Regions from separate parts of the Pan troglodytes genome. Here region 2 is linked to region 1. Evidence: chromatin contacts called from public Hi-C data. All regions are on one chromosome and are shown on one strand. Each heading gives the region's core, a stretch centred on a gene start, on an enhancer-like site or on the middle of the called end of the contact. The rest is flanking DNA. Distances are from core to core; before and after follow the strand shown.

What was found. Hi-C and Micro-C count contacts between places; a contact is called where the count stands out from the background.
Region 2: a Hi-C map of stem cell-derived neural progenitor cells shows a contact between it and region 1, with 2.7 times the contacts expected there. The contact joins the enhancer-like site here to the promoter of ARF1 in region 1. A contact is called at or near these places in 1 of 7 Hi-C or Micro-C datasets (stem cell-derived neural progenitor cells) and 1 of 1 datasets of contacts at active chromatin or transcription factors (stem cell-derived excitatory neurons).

The regions. Positions count from the first base shown.
Region 1 is chr1:21,273,030-21,280,528 of NHGRI_mPanTro3-v2.0_pri, forward strand. It overlaps ARF1 (ADP ribosylation factor 1), which reads right to left and starts at 3,435. Exons shown (of 5, transcript NM_001280307.1): 1 at 3,341-3,435.
Region 2 is chr1:21,593,171-21,600,669 of NHGRI_mPanTro3-v2.0_pri, forward strand. It overlaps SNAP47 (synaptosome associated protein 47), which reads right to left. Exons shown (of 5, transcript XM_016940162.4): 4 at 132-256. Among named protein-coding and RNA genes, the nearest start is that of JMJD4, 28 kb to the right of the region's middle. Within about 2 kb of position 4,606, at least 11 of the 24 cell types and tissues checked have an H3K27ac peak or open chromatin away from gene starts, as enhancers often do. A contact at or near this core is called in stem cell-derived neural progenitor cells, where this site is marked.

The DNA.
Region 1 (7,499 bases), core at 2,185-4,684:
CCTTTGTACAAATGTGGAAACATGGGGCTGTAGATGCTGTTAACTACTGAAGGCAAAAGTGTGACTTCATGGTATAGGTGTGATTGATTAAATTATTGGCTATTGGTGACCAGCTCAATCTTCAGTCCCTCTCCACTCTGGGAAAATTGGAGGGTGGGGCTGAAACCCTCTAATCCTGCCTTGGCCCTGTGACTAGCCCTACCCTGAAGTTTCATAGGGGCTGCCCATCACTGGTCAACTCATTAGGGTACAAAAAGACATCATCACTTTGGAGATTCCAAGTATTTTAGCCAGGAAATGGGAGGCAGGCCAGATATGTATTTTGCAATCCACAACTATAGACTTCTAACTTCCTGAAATGTTCATGGACTGAATCAACTCTCCTGTCCACTTCATGCTGTACACTAGCAGTGAGCCCTGGGCCTCAAGGGTGTGGGAGAATGTCTGCCTTCTAAACAGAATCATTTTCAATTGCTGTGCCTGTGAAAATCTGCCTGCCTTTTATGCTTTCCCTGTCTCTTCTCTTGTTGTCATTTAGGCTTCTCCTGTTATCAGGGCCTGTAAGAAGCACCACCCTTCCCAGTCTGTTGGCTGACAACCGGCTGCAAGCCCTTGTTACCACTGTGTGAGAACCAGGAAACCAGGATTAGTCAAGGACATTATGGCTAATCAGCCAGCCTCACTGTCTCCCCATCCCTGTAGGTGGCTGAGTGACAGGACCCTGGGGGAGGACCTGAGAGCCTCCTGGGAACAAAGAGCATCCAGGACATGTCTGTCAAGTCGCTAACAAGGTCATCTGACCCACCTGAGAATGTGAAACTACCTATCTGGACGGTGCGGCAGCTGCGCAGCTGTAAGGCAATAAGTGCAACTATGCCTTAGAGAGCTTGTAACAACCACAGGAGAATATGAACCTGAGGATGAAGGCAAGTCCTGAAATCCCAACATGAAGGGGCCAAATCTTTTCCAAAAGACCACTTCAGACGCTACGGGCAGAATGCCCCTACCAACCATCCGCGCCAATGAGGAGCAGGCACAACACAGAAAACACAATTTCTCATAATTTAAGATCCCCACTGCGAGGCCTTTTCGTGTTTCTCTCCCAATTACCTTTGACAGTGCACTCTATTTCCTTTCACCCTCTTGAATTTATGGAAGTGAAAGGTCAAGGGGAGAGAATGCCTATGAGAGACAGTATGGGCCCGCCAGCCCAGGCTGGCTGCAGCCTCTTGCTCAGGAGAATGGTCACAGCTCAGGAAGAAGTGTGTAGGAAAGCTTGGTGGAGCCTGGCCTGTGAGTAACAGCAGGTTTAAATACACCAAGGAGACATTTAATTTGAAGAATCTAAAAAGAACTGCTTCAATTCTCTGAAACCACGGTCATATACTACTCCACGTGTGAACTTGCACAAGTTTTTTTCTCTTAGGTCTACTTCCATGATCACCGCAGCAGCTGACAGTCCATATTAAATTCTACTGAAGTGAAAAATGAAAGGTCAAATGCATCTTCCTATAGTTTCAAGCCTGTCTGGTCCGTAGGGGCAGATGAGCAGTTGAAGATGTCTGAATGTCCTCTCCATATTGTGCAAGAGGTACAGCGCATAGCTAGACCACATGATGTACAAAACCAGAACTGTGAGGGGCACAGAACCAGTTTTTGCTTTTCACTCACAGTCATTGTGTGACTCAGCTGTTGTCCAAACCAACTGTTTCAAATCTTTTTCAACTAGCAAATCTGAAAATCTGCCTCACAGGCAACAGCATATTCCTACTGCTGCAGTGATTTGGATTTATTTTCAACAAGATACACCTGAAGACAAGTGACAGCTATTCTCCAGTCTACCAACATGTGAAAACATGGACAACACACTCTAACAATGTGTCCAATCAGATGTGTGACTAACATTTACACTACTCAATTCTTCTCAATTTTGGACCCAGCTAATAGTACGGCATTTCAGGACCTTATGGTTCTGGCTACCTAGGCAGTGCTGGTGAAAATTCAAATTAAATGAGGACACCATCCATGCGGTCACACGTGTTAGACAATGGCTAACGCAACAGCAGAGGGCCACAGGGGCCGCACACAACTGCACCGCGGCATCTCACACTCCTCCCAACACACTGCGGAAAACGCCAGAACCATCAGCCTTGCAACAGCCGGCAAAGAAAACTGCTGACCACTAGTTCTGAAACAAGAACTACAACTGCCCACTCCAACAGGGGCAGTGGCACCAACTCTACAGCTCTCAACTAGGCGGCGACTTCGGGGACCATCCAAAGCCTCCGACCTCCCTTCTTTTCCTGCCCGCGATTCCGAGTGCATTTCTGCTCAATTCCTGCAAAGCAGCAACTGGCTGCCTGGACTGAAAGGGAGTGCCAGGAGGTGCCGTCGGAATGGTTATTTAACACTCTAGGTGCGCACGGCTGTCCAGCCCCAATCTCACACGCCGTAACCACCCAGGCTGTGCTCCGAGAGAGCGCTGGGGCCGGCCTCTGCGGCCTAGAGTCTGCGAGCAGGTCGTTCCGCAGGCAGGTTAAAGATTCAGGTAGGTTAAAGATTCACCAGCTCAGAAGAGGCCTTCTTATCTACTGCCGACAACGTCAAGGAAACCACCCTGGAGTTAAAGCGAAGATCGACCGGCCCTCTGGAGGCCACCGGTGCCCTGAGTGCTGACCCCAAACTGCGTCTCACTGGTGTGAAGGGAGGCACTCTGGGCTCCCCCGGAGGTCCACGCATTCCGTTCAGCAGACAGGGAAGGGCACGGGGTTCCTGTCCACCTGCCCGCCCGCTCTCACCACCCCTGACCCGGTACCGTCCTCACAGCAAACACGAACTGGATGGAGTCGGGAGGCGAAGGTGCAAGCCCCCACCACCTACATGACCTTGACGGCGTCTCGGGGCCGCCCGAGCCTCAGTTTCCCGGTCCCCGAGGCGGGGGTCCGCCCGGATGCCGCTCGCTCGCCTGTACTCGGGTGGGGGAGGCCCCACGACCCCCACCGGCCCCCGCGGCCGCTAACCCCAACCGTCCACGCGCGGGCGGCCTCGGGAAACGAGAAAGGCAGAGGCGAGGGAAGCAGGAAGCCCAGGTTTCCTGGAGAAGAGCCCGGCGTCCAAGCGGACTTCCGGGCGACGGGCGGGGGCAGAGACAGGCAGAGGAGGACAAGCGGCCGCGAGCGACTTCGGGAACCTGTGAGGGGTGCGAGGAGCTCACCGACCCGCCCGTCCGCCCAGCCCCGACTCCGGCCGGGCCCCAGCCTCAGCCCGGCCCGTCTGCGTCCGCCCCCGGCCCGGCCCTGTCGCCGCCGCCGCCGCGGGGGTCGACGTGCCCTTCGCGAACCTCAAGTCGCCCCGAGGCCAGTCCCCAGCCCCCGCCGGCTCCAACGTCTCTGCGGCCCACACCGGCCCGCGCCCCTCGCCCTCACCTCAGAGGCTGCTGCTCCGAGCCAGGCGTTGGTTTTGCTCCCACAAGATGGCGGCTCTGACGGCGGCCACGTCAGCGCCTGCGGGCGCGGGGCACGCCGGGTAAGGGGCGGAGACGCCGGGAACTCCGCCCACCGTGCGCCCGCGACGCAGGCGCGCTGGCTCCGGTAGGGCTGCAGGGGGCGGGGCCGGGGACACCCCGCCCCGGGCCGCGGTCTTAGCTCGCCCGCACCCTAGGGGCGCGCACCCGTCTGCGCCTGCGCCTGTGAGTCTTCCGCGAAGACACCCTGTGGCTCACTCCCGCCCGTTTGGCGTATTTGGAGACTGAGGCCCGGGGGGCTCCTGCAGCAACTGGAGCTGCGGGGCTGGTTGCCACCTTCCTCCTCCCACACCCGGCAGTCACCGGGAGGCCTCGGGGACTGCGTGAGGACGGGGGTGCGAGGCGCCCCTCGCCGGGGTTGGGGTCCCTGGCTTCCAGGCTGCGCGGGTCCGCGTGCCCCGGCCCTGTGGAAACCTGTGGCACTCGCGGGGCCACGGCGGAAGGTCCGAAGGCGGGAGGCTTGCTGTGTCCCCGCACTGGCCTCGGCGCCCCGGCGGCCGCAGTGACGCGCGGGCTCATACCTGGGCCCGGAGCAGACGCTGGGGAGCTGGCCGCAGATGAAGCAAAGGAGGAGGTGGCCTGGGGACCCCGGGGGGAGGCCGGGGCCGTGGGGGTGGGGCCCAGGGTTGGGGACGGCCGCCCAGAAGGGAGGTCACAGTGGTCTCTAATGAACTGGCCTTTAAGCTGAGATCCAGTTGAGGCGGAGGAGATCCCGCTCTCAGGCACCTGAACAGAGGACCGTTGCCATCCCTCTCTGTTCCGTGTGCTGGAGGCCTGGCTCTGCCCACCACCCTCAGGTCTTCTTGCCTCTTCCCTTGTGCTGCTGTGAGGGGTTGGGCTTGTGGGAAAGTGTCCCTGCAGCACAGTGCCCTGGGTATTGTGGAGGTCGGGAATCAACCTGATTTGTGCAGGCCGAGGCCCGGGGGCAGGGCCTGAGGGGTGGGATCACTGGGCCTGGCCCAGGCCTCCTGCGCCCCTTTGCTGCCCCCATCACCTACGTTGCTTGTCCCTTGAGCAGGGCGTCCTCACTGCCTCTGGAGGCTGCGATGGCCAGAGCTCTCCCCCAGGGCTGCACCTGCGGGGGCTACGAAGGTCCCCAAAAGCGGTGACCCTCCTGCCCCCAAATTTAGTCCCTTTTTCTGCCTGGGGCTCCCTTCTGAAATCTCACCTCTGTGAAGCTGTGGCAGGGTTGTCTGTTTAGGGGAAGGACGTCTCCCACCCTACAGGCATCTCAGATGCTCTTGGAAAGCCCCAGGGAGGGTTGTGGATGCCTGTGGAACCTTCTGGTTGTGCTGCCTCTCCCTGCTCAGCCAGAGCGGGGCCATGTGCGGACATTTCACGGGGGTTACATGTGGTTATGGACTCTTTAGGGCTGAAGGGACCTGGCTTTGGTTCTCTGCTGGCAGAGCGTGGCCAGGGGTGGCTCCAGGGTCACTGAGCAGGGATTGTGTGGGAACCAGAGCCTGCCTCCTCTTCCTTTAAAATACTTTTTTTTAATTAATTTATTTTTTTTGAGATGGAGTCTTGCTCTGTCGCCCATACTGGAGTGCAGTGACACAATCTTGGCTCACTGCAATCTCTGCCTCCCGGGTTCAAGCAATTCTCCTGCCTCGGCCTCCCAAGTAGCTGGGATTACAGGCGCCTGCCCCTATGCCCAGCTAATTTTTGTATTTTTAGTGGAGACAGGGTTTCACCATGTTGGCCATGGCTGGTCTCGAACTCCTGACCTCAGGTGATCCACCCGCCTCGGCCTCCCAAGGTGCTGGGATTACAAGTGTGAGCCACCGTGCCTGGCCCCTTTAAAATATATTTTTTTTAATGTGAAAAAATGCAGACAGGAAAGTGTGTATGTCAGATACATGCACAGTTTAAAAAGTAATAAAATGGATTCCTGTATAGCCAGCCCTAGGGTTAAGAAATGTACCTTCCCCAGCCTGGGCAACATAATCTCTACAAAAATTTTACAAAGATAGCCAGGTGTGGTGGCACACACCTGTAGTCCCAGCTACTTGGGAGGCTCAGGTGGGAGGATCGCTTGGGCCCAGAAGTTCAAGGTTACAGTGACCTAGTAGGACTGTGCCACTGCACTCCAGCCTGGGTGACAGAGTGAGACCCTGTCTGAAAATAATAATAATAAAAAGTCCCTTCCTGCTGATTCTGTGCTCCTGGTTTGGGCTCCCCACCACCACCGGGGCAAAGGTGATGTCTTCAGGCCAAACAGGCACGGGGAGCCCAGGTAGTCACACCCAGATTTCTGCCCCTGGAAGGAGACCCACTAGGGAGTTAAGAAGTGTCAGGCAGTGAGTTCCTGGGGTAATTGAGGCCCAGATGCTCCCCCAACGCTGCCTAGGGAGTAGGGATTCCTTTCTCTCTCCTCTGAGGTCCCTGGGATCAGATGAGGTTTAGCCAAGAGGGGTGGGATGAGCTGACTGGAGGGAGGGGTTTGGGGGCCAGGCTGGGCAGGGACCCTCCAGCCTTCGTGGCTGCCTCCATTGTCAGTCTCAAAGACGCCAGCTCAGGTTGGGCTGGGCTTCTCTCCTCTGGGGGTGGCTGCACCCGAGAACCAGGTCAGAGACAGGGATGCCAAACAACAGAACGGGCTGGCCTCCTAGGGAAGGTGGCTGGAAGGACAGATGGGCTGTCTGGGGCAAAGGAGCAGGAATACCCATGTGGGAGACCTAGTAGGCAGCCATTGTGGCTAGGTGAAGGGGACCCCAGCCCACCTCAGGCCTGGCAGGCACTTTGGTCAACCTCTGAGTGCAGGGCTATGAAGTGTGCGGCATTTGAGCCAGGCCACAGATGTTCAGAGAGGTCTCACACGTACCTGATGTCACACAGCTAGGATGGAACCCCTCTGGAGCTTGACTACTCCATGCCCAAGTCTGCTTATTGCCAACACCTTTACTCTTTCCCCAGCCCTGCCCTCCCTCTTGGGGAACAAGCACTTTGGTGCCTCTGCAGACCGCAATGTTATCTTGGATTCCTCCAGTGATGGGGAGCTCACTACTACACCAGGCATCCCAGGACAGAGTTCACCTCTCTGGATTTCCTGCCCCACTCTGTCTCCAACATGGTTGCTCTGCCCGCTCTTTCTGTTGGGAGACTCTAGGTGGGCTAAAGCTGGAGAATCACACTGCAGGATGCCAGGGTGTTCTGCAGGGTGGTGCTGCCTCCACCAGAGTCAGTACTTCCTCCTCACACTCAGGGCTTAGTCCAAACACTCAACCTCTAAGACCTGTGGCAGGAAGAACTCATACCCTTAAAGACTTCTCTGGGGGGTGAGGTGGGGATAGGACCCTGCTGTCCCCTCTGCCTAGCCCTGTTTCCTTCTTCCCCAGACCCCTACCCAAAGCCTACCCTCTGGCTGGTCACACCACAGGACCTGGAGCACGCCACAGGAATTATTACGGCTATGCTGACTGCATGGGCCCTGGGAGAGACCCCCACCTCTCAGCTCAGGGTGGCCCTGCCCTGCCTTCTGGGCCTGGGCTGGGGTCTGGGGTCATTCGGGAAGCCGGTGGCCAGTGGTGAGGGTCCCAGCGGCTTGCCTGCACTACACAGTGGCTTAGGAAATTACAGTTGAGTTCCGTGAACTCCAGGGAGTTAGCTCACAGTCGTCTGATTTCTGGTCCTTTTGAAGCATCACCTGTTTCCCCTTATACTCACTCTGGCCTCAGTTTCCCCATCTCATGCCAGCCCTCCAAACCTCAGATGAAAGCCTAGAGCTGCACATGTCCCTCCCCTGGACTAGCTCTCAGGGGACCTTGTTTTCCCAGGCAGGCTGGCTTCTCAGGGCAAGGACTGTTTTCTCTCTGGTTCCAGCCTCTTGTCATGCCTGGGTGGACAAATGGGGAGCCGGTGAGGTGAGCACCCTGGGGAGGGATTGCAGAAAAGCACATCTTGGCTCTTCTTAACCTCTGAGTGACATTTAGCATTTCCTCCCATCTTAAATGCAAGCAGCATTCCCCAAAAGCAG
Region 2 (7,499 bases), core at 3,356-5,855, 320 kb after region 1:
AGCTCCTCCTTGGTGTGAGGCCAATACAGATGGATGACCCAGAGCTTGTTTGTGGTCAGAAAGGCAAGAGGAGCAGCCTGCGGGAAGACTGGGACACAGCGCTGGCTGGCATGGCACTGGGGACATTTTACCTGGGTTAGTTCCTGGGTATCCGCCTCAGAAAGGGCTGGCAGGCTTGTCTGCAGGTGCAGTGCTGTGCCCTCCTGGTCTCCTGCGGGTGGCTCACGGTGCAGGGTACGGCCCATCAGCCCAGATGCTGCAAGGAGAGCAGATGGTCAGCAGTGACATCTCTCGGAGGTGCAACAACCCTCGTGTGCTCTGGATGGCAGAGCGTGGTCTTTGAGGCGGTGTTCCTCTCGCTACCACACGCAGGACTGCTTCCTCTCTCGACCTCTGTGAGCCTTGCCTTGCCACCCAGCCCTGAAGGATTAGGGTCTGCAACACTGCAAACAGATGGTGGCCACTCTGTACCTCTCAGAGTAAAAGCCCTACATCCCAAGTGGTTTTATTTTATTTTATTTTTGAGAAAGGCTGAAGATTTGGAGTAAAAAACACAAGAATCATTGAACTCTGGTGAAATGCACATCACACACGACTGGGGAACTGCAGCGACATCTGAGCTACTCTGCAGAAGGCTGAGGTTCTAGAGAGCACAGGAAGTGGCCCACAGCCCAGGCCAAGCACTGCCACACGTCTGCGCCACTGAGGTGGGAGGTGAGTCAGAGCTGCCCGTGGTCAGGCTCAGAGAGGACCTGGGTGTTTCCGCCCTGTGGTGAGCCTCAGGGCTCCAGGCCACCTGCCAGAGGCAGTCTCGCTCCACAGAAGGTGGCCCAGTGTGCCTCCTGCAGAGGCCACCTGCCCTTTATTTACAGAGCAGCTTCAACAGCAGCCTTGACACCCCGGGGCCCAGATAAGGGCGCAATGTTGTTTGCTCTTCTGCAGCACACGCAGCTCCCCTACATCTGGTGCAGCCGTCATTTACGAGGATGTCAGGAAACAGGCAGGGAGAGTGCAGCTGCAGTGCCAGCTCCTGATGGGGCAGGCAGGCGGGTGGGTGGCCTCAGCATCCCTCCCAGGGTCCTACCTCAGCCAGCAGAGCCCGTACCCTTCTCAATCCTGATGAATGCAGCCCGGGAGCAGTGGCCAAGCGTGACCTCAGAAAAGGAGAGGAAAGGGGGGATACCTGGGGGTGCACTCTTGCTGGGGCCAAGGGCATACCCCCTCTAGCCTATCACTCCCTAAATGATCTTGACAAGCTCACCTTCCAACCCCACCCTCCACAGGAGAGATGCCACCTCCAAGATGCCACCCCTGCCAGCCTATCACCCCCCAAATGATCCTGACAAGCTCACCCTCCCTGACAGCACCCGGCTGAGCAGAGAAGGACCAGCCTTGCCCAGGGCCACAGGGGACTGAGCACAGGGATGGCCCTAAAGAGGGAGCAGCTCCAGGCCCAGCAGATGGGTGCGAGTGCAAGTGGGGAAGTGGGGTGAGACTCAGGTGGGAAGTAAGGGGCTCCCTTCACAGATAGCACCAGTGGGACAGATTGACCAGAGGGCTGTTTTCCTATCCCACTCTTCAGAAACAAACTCTGGTTACAACCAACAACAATTTCACAACCTAGGTTTGCAACACCCAAGCTGTATGTGGGTGCTCTCTGGGAAGCTGCGGCCCACTACTGTGCTTCTCTGAATTTGTGCATTACCCATGGGAGCCTGCATGCCCTCACATGAAGCTGCTCACTGAGGAGCCCTTCTCTGAAACACTGAGCCACAGTGCACAGGCCAAGCTAGGCTGGAAGACACAGCCACAAACTCAGAGGATGTGTGCCTCTGGTGACCTGAGATCACAGGGTGGCCCCCGTCCACCTCGCAGCACCAGCACAGCCTAGGCCACAGGAATGGAGGGGCACAAACTGCCCAGCCTGCGCTGCACCAGTGCCTCCTTCCTCCAAGAGCCCCATAACCCACCCCGCCCTGCCCAAGGCTCTCGTAGTCTGGTCTGCAGTGTGCTGTCTGCAATGTGCTGTGTGATGGTCTATAAGCCTGCTATGTGCTGGTGCCCTTTGACTTGCTGGGTGTTGGGAGCTGAAGGACTGTGTGCTTTCCTCAGCATCTTCTCAAGCTGCAATTCCTTGGCTACAATGTGGGCTTTAAAAAACAACAACAACTATTTATTTTGTAGAGATAGCATGTCACCTAGGTTGGTCTCAAACTCCTGGCTCAAGTGATCCTCTTGCTTCAGCCTCCCGAGTAGCTGAGAACACAGGCATGCAGCACTACAACCTGCTAATTTTTGTGTTTTTGTTTGTTTGTTTTGAGACGGAGTCTTGCTCTGTTGCCCAGGCTGGAGTGCAGTGGTGTGATCGCGGCTCACCACAACCTCCGCCTCCCAGGTTCAAGGGATTCTCCTGCCTCAGCCTCCCGAGCAGCTGGGAGTACAGGTGCACACCACCACACCCGGCTAATTTTTTTTATTTTTAGTAACATGGGGCTTCACCATATCGGTCAGGCTGGTCTTGAACTCCTGACCTCGTGATTCGCCCGCCTCTGCCTCCCCAACTGCTGGGATTACAGGTGTGAGCCACCGCGCCTGGCTTAATTTTTGTATTTTTTATAGAGACGGGGGTCTTAATATGTTACCCAGGCTGGTCTCGTCCTCCTGCACCCAAGTGATCCTCCCACATTGGCTTCCCAAAGTGCTGGGCTGCAGGCATGAACCACCGTGCCCAGCCGACACAGGCTCTTAAGGGCAGAGCCCCTGGGCCTCCCTACCTAGGACATGGCTTTCATTTCAGCACCTGAGGCTGCGTGACAGAGACACTCAGGCCGTTCTGGAATTTTAACAAATAGGACTTTGCTTAAACACTCAGAAGGCTGGACAGAATGCTTATGCCTCAAGCCATGGATGTTTCTGCTGGGCCCGGTGGCTGGGGTCCTGGTGAGGCTGCATGCCGCCATCTCCAGAGCCACAGTGCTCGTGGAGCTGCTGAGTCACTCTTTTTAACATTTCTTCCAGGAAAGCTTAATTTGGTTCTGTAAGGATGGTTTCTGCCTTGGGGTCATGAGTGACTGCAATTAAACAAAAGCATCACAGGTGGTTCACAGCAAGAAGGGTGGGGTGACTCGACTGTCCGGGAGTAGGAAGTGTTCCAGACACCTATGCACAGCCTTGCTGGCCTGGGGGTGCAGGAAGCCAGCCCAGGAAGAGCCCAGGGCACACTGCTGGCTGCAGAATGTCTTGGTCATCTGGAAAGAGAGTGCCCTGAGGCCACAGGCCCCTGTGCAAGACACAGCTCTGTCTTCACTGCCAGTGCTGAGGAGGGGCTGCCTGCACCTGCCTGGGAGCGGGGACCTGGGCCACCAGCCTGTCTGTCTCCAGCAAGCCCCTTCCCTCAGCCCTGGCCTCCAACACTCACCTGTCACCCAGGAAAGGCCTCTGCTGGGACTAGTGGGCCTGTGAAGCTAGCGCACAGGTAAGGGCAGCGTAGGGAGCTGAATGGAGGAGACAGCAGCTTGTGTGCTCCATCTCCCACTCAACCAATACGCACGCGCAGGTGGGGGCTGAGCGGCTTCCTCTGATAGGCTCCAGGCCAGCTGATGCAGTACCCCCAGGCTCCCCAGTCAGCCCAACCCGAGCCCGCGGTGCCACAGCAGGCTCCTGGGTGCTTCAGCTCCAGTGGGAACTTCCCTGCCTCAAAAGACGCCTGGCACTAAGAACTGCAGAGACAACCTCAGCCACCCCAATGCTCTGGTCCTTTACTAACTGCCCACTCCATACGCCTGCCTCCTGCCCTGTCCTGCTGCTGGTGCTGCTGTGCAGACAGACACACGGCCCAGGGAAGCAGAGGTACAGGCAAGGCTGTCATCAGGGAGCTGGAAGCCCAGGCAGGCCTTACCCCCAAGACAGGCAGTGAGTGACAAAGAAAAATCTCAGTGATCAAACAGCCTTCAAATACGCTGTGCACAGCAGGGTAGAGGCTCACGCCTGAAATCCCAGCACTCTGGGAGGCTGAGGTGAGAGGATCACTTGAGCCCAGGAGTTCAAGACCAGCCTAGGCAACACGGCAAGACCCCATAATTAAAAAAAAAAAGAATTAGCTGGGCATGGTGATATGTGCCTCTAGTCCCAGCTACTTGAGAGGCCAAGGCAGGAGGATGTCTTGGGCCCAGGAGATTGAAGTTACAGTGAGCTATGATTGCACCACTGCACTCCAGCCTGGATGACAGGGCAAGGCCCTGTCTCTAAAAGAAAAAAATAAATAAAAAGAAAAAGAAAATACTGTGCATGTCCCTTGGTAGGATGTGTGGGAAGGAAACCTCACCCTGTGGCCTTCCTCCCAAACCACAGCCCAGGCTGACTGCAAGAAAATCTGAGACGGAGGCTGCTGTGCAAGCCCTGGCCCGGCCTCCAGAAGGCTGTCAGAACCCACAGGGCCCAGAGACATGTGAGGAGGGTGATTGTGCGGTCCTGGGTGCTCCTCAACGCAAGGACGAGTGTCTAGAATAAAATAAAACATGCACTTGGCACGCAGCCCTGCAGAGGTCTCTGGAAAGGCTCCCCGCCCCGGGTGTCCCTCCCTGACAAGCGCCCGTCCGGTGTCGCGAGGCTGCCACCCTGTGGCCACACGTGCACCAGCGCTCGTCCCAGAGGCAGGGATTTCTGAGACATCCGTCATGGTTTCCACCTCCAGGGAGCCCACAGTTTCCAGCTGAGAGCAGTAAACACAGGGAAGCTGGCACAGAGTCCCTGTGCCTACGCATGGACAACAGCAGCAGGCGGCAGGCAGAGGCAAGTCCTCAGAGCCACGAGTGCCCCACAGACTACTGAGCTCCCATCAAACGGGGCGCCGCCTTCTTGCTAAAACAGCACCAGGCAGGGCACCGCACGCTCCAACCCCTGCATGGAGCCTCTTCAAGAACACCCTCTGGAGGCACAGCTGCCCCCATGAGACCAGCACTTACCTGGACAGGCCAGGTTGCCCATGTGGGTGAAAGTGAGCACGGAAAGGTGGCACAACAGTCCCCCACAGGAGCAACAGTCCATCCCACACATGCAGCAGGTCCCTGTGGGACTGTGTGCTGCGTGTGCCACATGGCAAGATGGCTGCCCCAGGTACTCAAAACACCACGGGCCGGGTGCAGCTGTGCAAGTGAAAAGACGGTGCTCGCTGTGGCTACAACCCACACTCAGGTGACCTGAACTAAGGGGGCCCTCCTAGCCGAGCAGGGAGGGTGACGCCATCAGTCCTGAATCCTGAATGCACGTTGAGGCCCCCAGAAAAGGTCATGATAGCCCTCTGACCTCAAACAGCACAGATTGCACGAACCCACTTACAAACACCAGCCTGCGGAACACAGGAGTGCTCGCCACCACGGTGCAGCCAGGTTGGCAACATGGCAGGGCCACTAAACACACTGAGTGCTTCTCTACTGGGACCCTGGAGAGCAGTCCTGAACTCCACAGAATGTCACAAACTTCCTGCCTGACGCCACACATACCCGGGGACCCCTCTTCAGTCCCCACACCATCAGTCCACAGCACGTCACATACCTCCTCCCTGAAGCCACGTGCGGGAGTACGCCTGTACCATTTACCTTGAATGTGGGTGAAGACCTCTGCTTCCTATGCTTCTGTAGCCTGTCTCCCACTAGGACACTCGGGTTCAGGCCTGCACTTTAGTGACAGCAGCTCATGGTGACCTTTGATCTCATCTTGATCAATGGATTTCATTACATTTCACACCACATGCTCCATTCCATAGGGGTCAATGCCTCTCTTTGCAACCCCTGACTTTAAGACATATACAGAAAGGTGGTAGGTTTTCTGTGATTCAACTACGTGCTGCGTATCTAAGGTGTGCACCTTTCATTTTTAGGGTGTGTATTCAGCCCTGGGGCTCATGGGACTCAATCTATTATTATGTGTATTTCTTTCCGAAACTTGAAGCCATCTGGAATAGCAAGCAAAACATTTTCATGTTAGAGAAACAGGTTATAGGAACTGAAATCTTTCTCTTAAGAGAAAAATTAGAGAAACCGAAAGGGTAGCAAATATCTCTTACTTTTAACAGACACCTGGCAATTAAAATCCTGAAGAATACAGCTTTACATGCTGTACGTATAGACACGCATTATAGTGTGGATGTACATGTCACATACATGCACAATACATAGGCATTGATACACATGTGTACATATGTATACATGCATGCGTATTAGCTATAATGCTAATATTAGAAAATGGAGTCTTTTATGACATTCAGATTTCTTAATCAGAGCTCGAAGACAAACTGCAGGGGAAAATCGGTGGATTTTACCATGGCAAGATAAAAGATTTCTGTAAGGGAGGAAGAGACTCTAGAGGAAGTAGCTATAGCCTCTAAAGCCAGCCAAGGCTGATGGACTAGGATAGTAGGAAAGTCGTGCACATCTGTGGGGGAAGAAAGCACATGAGGAAAGAAGAAAACACAACAGGCCATCCATAGAGCAAAACCTGCAGGGCCAAAACAAATACAACGCATCAGAGGCCCCACCTCCTAACCAAGGAAAGGGTAAAGGCAAGAATAACACCAAGAGGCCACCAGCCTCCCATCAGACGGGCAGGAGCATGGCGGCTCCTAGCACATAAGCCTCGGTCCTGTGCTAGGGAGGAGGTAGGCCAAACGTGGTGGACGTGCCAAGACCCAGGGTGTCTGCCCCTCAGCCCGGCCCCCAGGACAGGCCAGCTGAGCATTCACAATCTACAATGGAGTCTGCGGGAAGGTACCATGGCCACTCCACACACATCTGAGAATGCCACAAACACACGGAACCACGCTGCACAGTTCTCCAACACACAGATCCCTAATAGCATGTTTGGGCGCCAGGCTAAGAAAACCTAGATTAAATGCCCAGGGAAACAAGAGTGGGCAAAGTAGGGGTGATGGGAATGGCCCCACCAGGGGAAGTGGAGATGGTACCAGTAACAATCCTGAGCTGCTGGTTCCCACATCAAAATGAGGGGAGATGACAGAGACAACAGCAGGAGCTTCCTTTTGCTCTGATGCACTCATTCTGAAAGCCCTTTCTGTGTCGTAGCAGGTTCTGCATCACCATAACTGAGCACCTGAGACTGGGTAATTTACGAAGAACAGACCTTTAGTCAACTGACAGTTCTGTGGGCTGGGAAGTCCAAGGGCATGCCCTGGCTTCCACCAAGGGCTCTCGTGTTGTGGCAGAGACACTCAAGGGGGAAGCGGACACAGGCAAAGAGACAGAATCAGAGGGGCATCCTGCCTCCTAACAACCCACTCTTGGGAACTAATGCATTCCCAGAATTCATCCAGGCTTCCCAGAGGGAGCACTCACTCACTACCATGAGAACATCACTGAGCCACCCAGAGGGCAGAGTCCTTGTGACCAAACACCTCCCAGCCCTGCCACACTGGGGACCAAATTTCCACATGAGCTTTGGTGAGGATAAACTGTATCCAAAGCATGGTACCAACTGCTCTGGAA